2 separate regions of the Mus musculus genome follow, and region 1 is linked to region 2. The links are chromatin contacts, called in public Hi-C maps. All regions are on one chromosome and are shown on one strand. Each heading gives the region's core, a stretch centred on a gene start, on an enhancer-like site or on the middle of the called end of the contact. The rest is flanking DNA. Distances are from core to core; before and after follow the strand shown. Region 1 overlaps Rora (RAR-related orphan receptor alpha). Region 2 overlaps Gm20745 (predicted gene, 20745).

What was found. A called contact is a pair of places that touch in the nucleus more often than the background predicts.
Region 1: a Hi-C map of uterus shows a contact between it and region 2, with 5 times the contacts expected there. The contact joins two enhancer-like sites. A contact is called at or near these places in 1 of 15 datasets of contacts at CTCF or cohesin (pro-B cells), 45 of 484 Hi-C or Micro-C datasets (the AML12 cell line, the AtT-20 cell line, B cells and 28 more) and 4 of 115 datasets of contacts at active chromatin or transcription factors (astrocytes, bone marrow-derived dendritic cells, differentiating embryonic stem cells and 1 more).

What each region holds. Positions count from the first base shown.
Region 1 is chr9:68,693,389-68,699,438 of GRCm38.p6, forward strand. All of the region lies in intron 1 of Rora (RAR-related orphan receptor alpha), which reads left to right. Among named protein-coding and RNA genes, the nearest start is that of Gm31325, 43 kb to the left of the region's middle. Within about 2 kb of position 1,628, at least 9 of the 459 cell types and tissues checked have an H3K27ac peak or open chromatin away from gene starts, as enhancers often do. A contact at or near this core is called in uterus, where this site is marked.
Region 2 is chr9:68,012,975-68,019,693 of GRCm38.p6, forward strand. It overlaps Gm20745 (predicted gene, 20745), which reads right to left. Exons shown (of 3, transcript NR_045745.1): 3 at 4,990-6,719. Among named protein-coding and RNA genes, the nearest start is that of Gm20745, 9.4 kb to the right of the region's middle. Within about 2 kb of position 2,292, at least 24 of the 459 cell types and tissues checked have an H3K27ac peak or open chromatin away from gene starts, as enhancers often do. A contact at or near this core is called in uterus, where this site is marked.

The DNA.
Region 1 (6,050 bases), core at 378-2,877, 680 kb after region 2:
AGTTGTACTAAAGGCATCACGTATGGTGTTCCCACCCTGCCTGCTGAGCCTGTAAGGAAAGTGCCACTGGCCCTATTTTTAGATTAGGAAACAGGTTTAGAGCACTGCCCAAAGCTGCAGCAACAGAGCCAGCATTTCAGCCATGGTACTTTCCACTCCAAAGATAATGTCCCTTCCTCCACAGAGTACTGCTAACCCCAAAATCCAACATACATGAAATAGCTCCCTGACGGATTAAGTCTTTGTTTGCAGACCACTAAATTCTCCATAAAAGGTGCAGAATCTTCGCATATGAATTACTTACCCTCAATCAGGTTTTTTCTAAGGGAAGCCAGTGAGAACATAGACTTCACATATACAAACAAAATTGCTTATACGTTATATAAATTATACATATATTTATACTACATATAAATTATATACATAAAATCACACATAGGTTACTCCTTGAAATCTTTATGTATCTTATCTCTATGGCTTTTTAAAAATCTCAGCAAGGCATCTTCTGGTGTTAAAGAAGGTAGACTTAAAGATATACAAGAGGAGGCTCATTTCAACTTAACTTGTACATACCATAGACCATGCAAAACACCCAATTATATGAGCAAACTCAACAGAGACCCTTTCCTTGATGGGAACAAACACTTGTGTAGAGAGAGGGAAGCCTTGCACCTGTTTACCTGAGGAGAAGGTGCGGCTACCCTGCATCATGCACATCATTTGAAGTTACTTGAGAGGATCTCCTAGATGCAGACATGGCGTCAAAGGCTTCTAAGCCTTTTCAATGAATCAGCAGTGTCCACTTTCCTTCCCTGCTTTTTCTTCATCGTAGGCCTTGTGTTCCAAAAGCCCTGGGCCATCCTCTTCTCTTCCTCAATGCCTGTGTTCCACTGCAGGGAGGCAGACACTATGAGATAGCGATTGTCTAAGAACGGATTGTGGTTCTCAGCAATTGATTTGTTTTTGTTTTGTTTTGAATTTTGATTCTATGAGTATGATTGTTTTGCTTGGATCTATGTGCATCATGTAGGTACCTGGTAAACCAGGAGGTCAGAAGAAGAGGTCAGATGCCCTGGAACTGGAGTTACAGATGGTTATACCTTTGGTCCCCTTTATAAACAGTCAATGATCTTAACCGCTAAGTTATCTCCCTAGATTTTCTAGAACTTGGTTTTGTTTTGTTTTTGTTGTTGTTGTCTTTGTGGGGTTTTTTGGGGATGGGTAAAGTTTTATTGGGACAGAGCCACACCTGTATAGTATGGGGCAGCCTCGGAAGGCAGAAGAGAGTAGCTCCTTCAGAGTAGCCTAAAATTCTTACTATCTGGCCTTGGATGGAAAACAATTTCTTTTTCCAGTCTAGGGGAAAGAGCCCTTGAATGGTATGTTAAACTGGAAACCTCTTCAAATGGTATGGTATAAGAGACCTACATGAAACCTATGAACCAGGAGGAGACATTACACGGTTACACAGTCATGGGTGCTATTGTAGGGAGAGAGGAAGAGCTTACTGGGGGTGGGGCACTGGGAAAAGAGTGTCTTTTAAATTCCTGTGTTTGGCCCAGCACAGAGAGCAGTAAAAAATATTAACAACTGCAAGGTACAAGGCAGCTCTGTCCTCTCCCCTGCAGAATGCTCCTCAGTCCCCCTCAACCCCCTCCAGGGTGCTTCTGGGGAGGCCACAGATAGGCTGCAGCTCCTGCCAACAGAGCAGCCTTGTAAACTTTCCCCCCACTTCCTTCTTGTGCCTGTGGTGATAAACATATGCTTTGAAGCATGAGATTTGATTATCCTGTCTTAGTGCTTATAAATACAAATGTGATTAATGGTCATAAAACACAGGTTGACAGTAGAAGACTAATTCTCAGCAGGGCGGCCCTGTGTGCTGCTCTGAGAAGCCATTGCTTCTCATTGAGGCCTTGTTTATAGGGAGAACAGGGCCTCTTCCCTCCCTGTCCTCACCACCAACCCGTCCCAGCTTCCCCTCGGAGGCCCTTCCTCCTTGATAATTAAAACCAGTGCATTGTCTCCTGGAGAATTACCTGAGGTAAGTACTCCAACTCTTGGTCATGCCGTTAATAGTCCAGGATTTTGTAGCAAGGCACTTGGCTCTCTTCTCTATTCCCCACTTGGGCCTGGCGAGTGGCCTGCGCGTGTTCGGCGAACAGCGCAGCCTAAATCTGGACAATTTGTATTTTAGTAGTGATGGGGATATTCACTCTCTTCTCTCTGTCATTTTGCATTAAGGACCTGCCACTAATAAAACTAATTAATAACTGCTGGCTCGCGTGGATTCCTTGGACTTCTGAGAGCTGGCAGGCTGCCACCAGTACTTTTGAAAGAAGTGCTTCATCTTTGTCACAGACAGGATGGATATTTTCCCCACACTTCTAATTGGACAAAGTGCCTTTCAAACTCGCTGGCATTTCTGAGAGCACATAAGGAATCTAAGTGCTCTCCCGATGCCGCCGCCTCTCGGCTGCTTCCCAGCCCCGGGGTCGAGCCCCAGAGACACCGCCACAGAAGTGTCTGAATGTTCTCTTTATTAGTGATAGGACCTCTCCTCTGACCTCTGACCCCACAAGGCAGAAGCTTTAGGGACAAACAGGGTGAAGGACTCACACAGTTTCTATCTCTGGGGAGCTGCTGGGCGTGGTGTTTCACGGGAAAAATCAGTGACGTTTCCAGAACGTTCCTGAACCATTTCTTAATCAGAATCTGCAGGGGCCAGACAGCGTGTGTGGATTTTTCCAGAAAGTTTTCATTGGCATCCATTAATTATACATAATAACATGTTTCATTTTGAAATTTTTATATATGACCATGATATATTGTGATCACATCTACCCTCGCCATTACCCTCTCGTTTCTTCTTCCCACTCTTACTGATCTCATCCTTCTTCTCAGTTAGTCCCTTTTCTACTTTATGTCCCTCCTTTGTTGGTGACCCAATGTGTTTACCTGGGGTTGCTTTCACAGGAGCACGGGCGAGGGGTTATTTACAGAAGAATGGGCAAATTGGCAATAGCTATACCACTAAGAACATGTCTCCTCCGTGTCTGGACTTAGGACAAGCTGCTCAGCTGCCTCCAAGGCTTACTAGAGTCTGAGTCCAGGAGGATGGTCCCAGAGTCCTCATCCTTTGGAACAGACTGTTCTTCAGTCATGAGATGACATCTTTTAAGATGACCTCTCCATGCAGGGTCTGGGCTTGGCAGCACAAGCCAAGAGAAGCTGGCAATCTAATCAAACCCTGGACACATATAGGAGATAACTTAAACTATGAGTTACATAATTGAGTTTAACAGAGGAAGTGTGTTCAGCAGGCTGTTCAGAGATGGGCATTTCTCCAGCTTCTAGGAGGGGCCATTGAGGTTGGCCCTTTATATTAAGTACTAAATTATGCAATGAGGTTTCTGAGCAGTGAAGGCTAAGCAGTGTGGCCTTAGAGCTGGGCATTGCAGAACTTTTAGGAACGTATGAAGAATGAGATGGTTCAGGGAAGAGATCAGAGAGAAGAGAGTGACTCCGGATCACACCTCCTAGGGATGCACTAACCCTGTTGAAGAACACATACTACTGATCCTGAGCTTGCAGACCGAGTGGGCTCAAGATAGCAAGACCTCCAAGGGTCTTGTCCTAACCCATGCAGGAGCAGACAAAGGCTGAAACTTCAACCTCCACCAAAAGGGATGGGAGGTAGTTTAAGGTGATTTCAGTGACTGATCAATAGCACTGTCAATAACTGAACAATAACAGGAAGTTTTTATCTGAGTGTGAGCCAGGGAAGGGAGCCATCAGTGATTGGCAAATCCCAAGTTTCCAGGGTGGGGTACCAGTGAGAGAGTGATGTCACTAGTATAGTTCAGGATCCGTCATCAGGCTTTTTGTCAATGTCAGGTGCCATCAAGAGCATTCATGAAGATGAAAGCGGGCAGAGAAGCTGAGAGAGAGCTCTGAAGATGTCTCTGCTCGACTTCTTTATACTAGAGTAAGCCAGAGCTACTGGGATCCAGCCGGCCTGGTTGCCTCAATCCATTCCTTGCCCATCTTTTCAGCATTAACATCAAAGAGAGGGGAGAGAGGGGATAAAAAGGTCTGGAGGCTAAGAGCCATCCAGTTTGCTGCAGAGGCTCAGAGAAACCAGAGGGTCAGCAGATAATGACTTCATGCTTCCTCAAGATGTCGAGGGGACCAGGGTATCATAGAACAGGACATTGTTAGTTGGAAGGAGATTAATACTTGTTTAAGGGGGGCATGGCAATTTCTGGGGGAGACTTTCTGAGGTGGTAATGTGGTACATGAAGTCTGGGTGGATGGTTGGGCACATTTCTATCCTCAGAAGGAAGTGGAGGGCAGGCTATGACAGAGTACAGATTTTCTTCTTAGTCTGAAAGGGCTGTGTGTTTGTTGGATGCTGTGAGCAGGGAGAACTGTGGGTGCAAACACAGCTCGTGTGTTTTAACTTAAGGAAGGAGGAAACAGCGCAGTTTCTGGAGCACAGCAGAATGCAGGTAGCAGGTGCGCTGCTAATTCCAACTGTTCCGAGGTGCGCTTGTGACTTCCATGACTGGTGGAGCTGGGCCTCGCCAGAGATGGTTCCCAAAGGGTTCTACCCCACATAAGAGGGAGATCATTGTTTCAGGACAATTATATGTGAGCAGGGGAGCCCTCTCTGTCTCTGGGTGTTACTAAGATAGGCAAGACTTGACAAAACATCTATATCTGACCAAGTGGTGGGGAGGAAAGGCATAGGAGGGGGGGCCCGAGGCTATTGGATATTGGATTTAATTAATTTTGGAAGTCAGGAGAGAGAGAGAGAGAGAGAGAGAGAGAGAGAGAGAGAGAGAGAGAGAGAGAGAGAGAGGTAAATACATGTTATACGTGTGCACACACGTGTAGACACATATTCATGTGTGTGCAATTATGAGTGCAGAGGCCAGAGGTCAACATTTGGTGCCTTTCTCATTCATTCTCCATTATAGATTTTTGAAAAAGTGTTGCTCACTGAACACAGAGCTTGTCAACATGTCTAGGCTAAGTTGACCAGATAGCTCCAGGGATTGTTGTATCCTGACATTCAGAGTGTTGAGGATTACAGGTGTGTACTGCCACACACACACTCACACCCACACACACACACACACACACACATTCATATATCTATGTGTACAAATACACATATACATGTATATACATATGCAGAGAAAGCTCCAACTTGGGTCCTCAGGCTTGTATAGCATATCCAATACCAATTAAGTAATCTCCCCAAGACCTTTGGGGAAATATTTATTGAGCATTTACTTTGTGGGGGAAAGGGGACTGGGGGCTGTTCTTAGTGATAAAACATCTCCATGTTCCGTGCTACAAGAAGATCTTGTAGAGCATCAAGATAACGAGAAGAAAGAGCTGTGGAAACTGCTTTTGACTGAAGGTGCCTAAGGGCAGGCTAAGCAGGGGAAGGACCTTTAGGTATCTCCTGCTAGTCTCCAAACCTCTTCTGGTGTTCTTTATTAAAATGAAACCAGTTTAGACAAGCAGAGTTTGTCATACAGGACTACGAGGTGTCCCCCATTACCACAGGTACAGAAATAAAAAAAAAATTAGTGCTGACCCAAACTACCACATGCATTACAGAGCTACTTCAGCTTTCTCTCACCTCCCAATCACAGCCCTTTGCTGTTCCAGCACTCAGTCCATGATTCCATGTTGCTTTCAGCTCACTTGCTCCATCACCTCCAAGCTACAACTGTTCCCGGACGTGCCTTGTTTTTATAGTCTGGGCCAGGTACTTAAGAGAAGCTATTTATCTTGTCCTGGTTAATGGAGGGAGGCTGTGGATTTAAACAACAAACAAACAAACATGCCCTCCCTAACTCATGTCACATCTAGTCAATGTCTTGGTTAATCCACTCGCCTGTTTCTGCATCATGAAACTAGAGCACCTATTTAATAAGTATCTGTGAGACTCATCCACTATGAAATCACTGTTTTATCCTTGGTGGTCAGACAACCCTTCAAGGAAAACTCACTCCTCTAAGCTTGCATATGGC
Region 2 (6,719 bases), core at 1,042-3,541:
GTCTGCAATCCTATAGGTGGAACAACAATATGAACTAATCAGTACCCCCAGAGCTTGTGTTTCTAGCTGCATATGTAGCAGAAGATGGCGTAGTTGGCCATCATTGGGAAGAGAGGCCCCTTGGTCTTGCAAACTTTATATACCCCAGTACAGGGGAATGCCAGAGCTAAGAAGTCGGAGTGAGTGGGTAGGGGAGCAGGGCGGGGGGGGGGTGGGGGGGAGAGGGTATAGAGGAATTTCGGGATAGCATTTGAAATGTAAATGAAGAAAGTATCTAATAAAAAAAATTAAAAAAAAAGAAACCATCTATTTATCTATCTTTATTTTCCAGTCTGTGCGTCAAACGTGCTTTAAGTAGAACTGTGCTGTGTCTTCTTGGGAATGCTTGCCACTATTTTATTCACAATTTGAGTTTGATCTTCGGGATCCCATATGTAGGATTATGGGAAATGGCTCAGTGGGTGACGTGCTTGCTGCATGAGGACCTGTGCTCAAATCCCCAGACCTTGTGTAAATAGTCAGCTGTGGCACCTGGAGTCTGGAGGGGCAGAGACAAGTGGACCCTGGGGGTTCACTGGCTAGCTGATTGGAGAGATCAGGTGAGCTGCAGATCCACTGAGAGGTTCTTTCTCAAAAATGAGGTGGATGCAACAGGGGAAAATATCTATCTCTGCCCCCTACCTACACACACACACACACACACACACACACACACACACACACGTTCATGTGCACATTTGTCCAGACCCAGGTATCTTTCCCAAAGGCTGTCTTTGGGTGACCCTTTTTGCACCACATCCCTTTCCTTTTAAATATTTGCTCTAATTGGTTCTTTCAGATCAGTAATTTTATTTGTTATGACAATTTGCCTTATTTGTTCAGCATCATTGGGTGTGGGGTACTTTAGAAATGGGTTAGTCTTACCAGTATGCTCCTCACTTGGCTAGAAGGCAAGAGAGCAGCATGGAGAGTTAGAGCCCTATTTGACCAGCATACCCCAATGAATCCCAGCTGAGCCACTCTGTGGGTATCAGATTAACAGTAAAGGTAATTAGTAGTGATGATGATGATGATAATAACAATTCCTGGTTTGTCCTTAGAGTTAAATGAGACTATGTGTATACAGTGTCTATTGCAGGGTTTAACGTTCAGATGAACCAAATAGAGGGTAACTAGTCACTAGGTGCTAGTAACTAAGGGCTAGTACTCTTTGTGGTTTTTGACATTTGAACCAGCATTCTTATTAATTACATTTAAATATTGTAATTGAAGTTACTGTGTTGTATCAGTATTCAAAAGGCCAGATCAGTTACTTGCAACAGGCATGTTAAAAACAATTTATAAGAACCCTCACATGCTGCTTAAAAAAATTCCACCCCGTCCCGTGTATGCGTGTGTATTCGTTTGTGTGTGTGCCCATGCATGGTGCATGTGGAGACCAGGGGTCGATGTTGGGGCCTTCCTTTAGTTTCTGCTCCCCAGTTTTAGGGACAGGGCCTCCCAGTGAACCCAGAGCTCACAGACTCAGCTACACTGACTGACCCGCTAGATTTAGAGCGCCTTCTGCCGTAGCTGGGATTACAGTTGAGCAGCTGATGTGCCTGGCCCTTTAGTGGATGTTGAATCCAACTCAGATTCTCACCTAGCTCTTTGGCTCCAAAAATTCTGTCTTAACCTACACCTTCTACATGCAAGTGTGAGCCCGTCTTGATCACACACATCTTCTCGAGTGATTTCTGGAATCCACTGCATGTATCACAGAATGGATTTTTTTAAAAAGAGACTAATAAAAAGGGATTTTATATTTTAAAAGGACCAAGCATTCTGCAGATGAAATGAGACACTTTTAAAAAGACACTATTTGTTTTGGTTTTCAGACATCCTTTTGGAACAAGCTCTGCCTGACTTTGCTGCCCAGCCTCGGAAATTCCAGGATCTAGGAGAACCACGTGTGGAACACATCAAGGGAGAAAGGCTTCCCAGGCATCAGACTGTATTGTTTTTCTTGGAGGTTGGAAAGAGCTGCTGCTCAGAAAAATTTCCAGGGTTTCTGCAATTTGTTACGCATCCAAGGTCATTTCCTGGCCTGCATTGCCCAAAGCTCCCGAGCCTGAACCACCAGCCAACGTGGAAGTAGCCTTGTGTAGGGGCCCTACAGCCCGGGGGTGAAGTGTGGGGTCGAGGGAAGGGAAGGAGAAGAGGAAACTGGAAGGAAACCCCACACAGACTGCGTTGTTTGGTGCTTCTCTTTGCCCACTCCGGACTGTCTTTCCCTGATACTCCACTAGAGGGCAGACGCCACCAACTGTGCGTGCTCTCTGAGGAAGCTATGATACCCGGACCTACAGGATAGGTCCTGGCATCTCAGGAGGATTTGGGTAGCAGCCTGGGACGCAGGATTCCTCAGGAAGTAGCTCTCAAGACTTGCTGGAAAGAACCTGGACTGTGGCATCCCTACTTTGCAGGGACCTGAGTTCAGAACCTTGGTGTTTGTTTTTCCCAATTTATTTGTAAAAGTAGGATACAAAGTAGCACACTTCCGTGAGGCATTTTCACACATGCTCAGTTTGGATGGGATCTCCTTTGCATCCTCTCTTCCATCTCTGGTCCCCGCCCTCCCCACAGCCGCATTCCTGCCTGTACTCTTCTACCCCTAGTAATCCTCCAGCCTTTGGAACCAGCTCTCCCATTACCGTCTCTTTTCCTTTTGAAATGGTGCTTTGGGGATGAGTTATGGTAGATGCTAGGGCTTTGGGGACATTTCCTGAAGGGGAAGTGTCAACCCTGCCTAGAACATACTTTTTTTTTTATGGTAGAAAGAACGTATGTATTTGAAGGTAGAGCTTTGATCAGCTCAGAGCTGATGGTCCCTGGAACCCGGTGTTGAATTGTAACTGGCTGGCCACTGCCTTTAGGGATGGTCACACTCTACAAGGCTCTCCTCCTCCAGCCTGAAGGTGGTCGTGAGGTGTCCTGCTCCCCCTAACTCAGGCACGCTCCTTCTTCTATCTCCTGCTCTGGGTTTGAGGGCCCTGACTTTGAACAACTGCTCCATGTGAATCACATCTGTCATTGAAACAGTCACAACAGGTGCCCTGTCCCATTCCCGCTGACCCTAATGTCCCCATTGTGCTTCCGCACGTGTGAGGCCCTCTGCTTCTGGTGCCTTTGAGCACAGGCTGGGATTATGACTTCTGGCTCTCCCATTTCCCAGAAAGGATGATGAGACCCAGAGCAAGGGAGTGCAGAAGCTTAAGACTTGATCTCGGGTCATCTGATCAAGAGGCATGGCTCATGACTGTTTCCCACAGTCCTTTACTGGAGTAGGAACTTGGGTTCGACTTTAGAGAAAACCTGACCCCATGACCTTCAGGCTCCAAGGTGGGGCTCTCAGGAGACCCCACCCTTTCCTCCTGGTGCTCTTCATAAAATGGAACAGGGCTCTGGGTGGGTAGAGGGTGCCCTTTGAGGAAGGATGTGCTGGGCATACGTGAGGGAGGGTGGCTTCTAATCACACAGTTTTACAGAACAAAGCACCCAGAGATTGAAGACCAGCCCCCCTTGAATGTCTGTGTTCCATGTCTAAGTCCAGGGCTTTTCAAGTCCAATTAACACCCAGAATGGAGCCCTTTAGGTGTTGCCCATGTCTCTGATGGACTTTAGAATGTCTGGCTGGATGCCTTATTGTCTCCCCTCTTCAGCCCTGTACCAAGCCTGCTGTCCTTCTGTCAGCCACATGATGGCATAGCAACTTAAGTTTCTGGCTGACATCTCGTCTCAGGACAGGGAGGCCCTTCAGCTCTGTTCAAAGGGAGCAGAGTGGAGCAAGGGAGACTTGGCACGGGACTTGGTGTTTGTGAGAACTCTTAGTTTTGGTGTGAGGAGGTGAAGGGATGTAGGATTCTGAAGAAGTTGGAGGGGCTGTGCTGAGGATGGTTGAGGCGTCAAAATCAAATGCAGCACAAAGCCCATTAGCAGATGCCAGGCAGGCTCATCTCTCTCTATATATAACTATACAGCCATCATCTCTTCCCACCCCTAGGTGACCTTTTCTCCCTCCCTTTCTTTTAAAAATATTTACATGACAGTGTGTGTGTGTGTGTGTGTGTGTGTGTGTGTGTGTGTGTGTGTTTGGGGAGGGGTATGCACATATGGGTACCCTTGCAGGCCAGAGAAGGTGTTGGAAATGAACAACTATGAGTATCATTCATTTGTCAAATAAGGAAAGCTTTTGATGATTCTGTTTTTATAAATCCCAGTGGAACACTATTAGGAATGACAGTGACATAGACACAGTCCTCCCTGTCCAGAGGGCTAGGAAGATATGCCATCCTGGTCCCATGGTGCTGAGCCCGAGGAGAAACCCTTGCTCTGGACAAGTGAGTATAGGAGAAAGATGGAAAAGGGCATGGCCTCTGCTTCAGAAAGGTTACCTGACTGGGGCAGTGCATCCTCTGGTTCTCTTGCTGTGTGTCTTCACACACTGGAAACACTGAGGGAATCTGACCTACAGAGGCACACACAGTCTTTCCCACCTCTGGTGGATACTAAGGCACACGTGTTCTAAACTCTGGTGTGGGAATGTCCTGGGATCCTCCTGTATGCTGTCTGGGGTCTAGTGATGAAGACACAGGTCGGGTCCATGCTTGTGCTTGGAGGGAGGAACACCCTGCTCAGGTCCCGTCTAGTGGCGCTAGCATTGGCCAGGCCTTCTTGGAACTGTGCTTTATACTGGCTGTTCCCCACTTGGTTGGTAAAGGTGTGTGTAGAGGAGTTGTGTGCTTAGTTCCCCCCGCTTGGATCTTCCCAGCTTTCAGCAGCAAGGATGCCCGCCCAGCAGAAGCCCTTTAGGGCTGAGAACTGAGACCCACCAGGGATTGATGCCATCTCTACAGCCTGGTGGATCATGACCTGTAGGCAGACTGTGCCTGAGATACACACTGTATTAATATTCGCTAGAGGAACAGAACTGATTGAATGAATATCTGTGCAAAGGAGTTTAACTAGATTGCCTCACATAAAACAAACAAACAAACAAACAAACAAACAAACAAAAGCCAAATGGTCCAGTAACAGCTTTTGTATACTAGAGATGCTGAGACCCTCTGGTCCTTCCATGCATGAGGCTGGGCACCTCAGCAGTCCCAATCTCATGCTACAGGCTGCATGGATTCCTGGGGAGGTGCTAGTCTTTGGATCATGTTGGAAGGACAAAGAAATTGGGTTCTGATGTCAGCAAAGGATGGCACTCCTATCACCACCACGGCCATCATCATTACTATTCTCCTCCCCCTCCCCCTCCCCCTCCTCTTCTTCCGCAGCAGATGACGCACACACCCACTATTTAGAAGTGAAGGCAGGCAAGTAAGAAATACCGCCTTTTCCTCTAACCTCTTTGTATCCGGGCTGCCACTGGAAATTGCTCTGTCCCATGGGGAAGAGTCTTCTCCTCTCAGCCCATCCTTTCCTAGAAATGGCCCCACAGACATGTCTAGAATTGTGTCTCTCAGCTGATTCAAGATCCGATCGGACTGAGATTAACCTCATGCACACAGGGAGCCTCCATGAAGATCGGCTGGGAGCACCTTGTGAGCACTCCACAGCTCTACCCCAGATGGCTGACTTGATGCCCAGAGACAGGGGCCCTCCAGTGGGTGAGTCCACTTCTCAGGGCCTTCCGCAATCTCATAATCTGCAAAGTACCAAGTCAATGATGCCCGGCTCTCTGGCTGAATTCTGTCAGTGGCAGTGGCTCCAGATGGGGTGTCCAAGCTACATCCATGGTGAAGACAGGTTGTCCCCAGGACCTGGTCTGCTCTACAGAGCCTGCTCAGGGGTCCCCAGGGACCCCTGCATTCAATCCCCTTGACTCAGATGAGAAGTTGGCTTTGTTTAGACACATCTATCCTCTCCATGGATAGAATGAGGTCAGGCTGATATAGAGGCTGTAGAGACATCTTCCTTGTTCATCCCTGGCTCTGCCATAGTAGGCTCTGCATGGTACCCCTAACTCTCCCTGACTCTCATCCCTTTACCCCACCCCCAGGTTCCTCAGTCTCCATGAGGTGGCTGTGGAGCTGAACAGACAAGGTCGCTGTCAGGGCAGATACACCTTGCATGAAATCCCTGTATCTTAAGCCACAGAATTAATTTTTTTTTTTTACAGAGTTTGTAAGTTTTGAATAAAGAAATCTCTGGGTCCTGGAGCAGAGCCAGGAAGGCTGAAATCCCTGTCTTCTTCTGTGCCATTTTCTTGGGAGGGTCTGTGATGTCTATGGACCATTCTCTGTGTCTTCTGTGGGAGCTCCTGATAGGGACAGCCCTCTTGGTCTCCTCTCCAGGCACGGTCAGCAAGAGGCCTCCTGCTTCCACAAACCCAAAACATCTGGGCAAGACAGCAGCAGCTGAGTGTGGCTGAACCTTTAAGGAGCTTACAGGCCAGTGGGGGAAACTGACCGGAGATGAGGCTTCATCCCTGCATCTAAAGCGCAGTATTTTCTGGGTCTCTAAGTTACATAACACCCAGCATCCTCACTAATGTCCGGCCAACCCTCGTCCGTATCCACCAGGCTTTACTGAGTACGTCCTACATTCTGGGAGCTGAGCTGAGTGGACAGAGAAAGGGTAGTTGAGCAAGGTCATTTATCCCATGACGCTTTGTGCCTCCTGGAGAAGCAGAGGGTAGGTGACCCTTCACCAGTGAGTGCCGAAATGGCAAT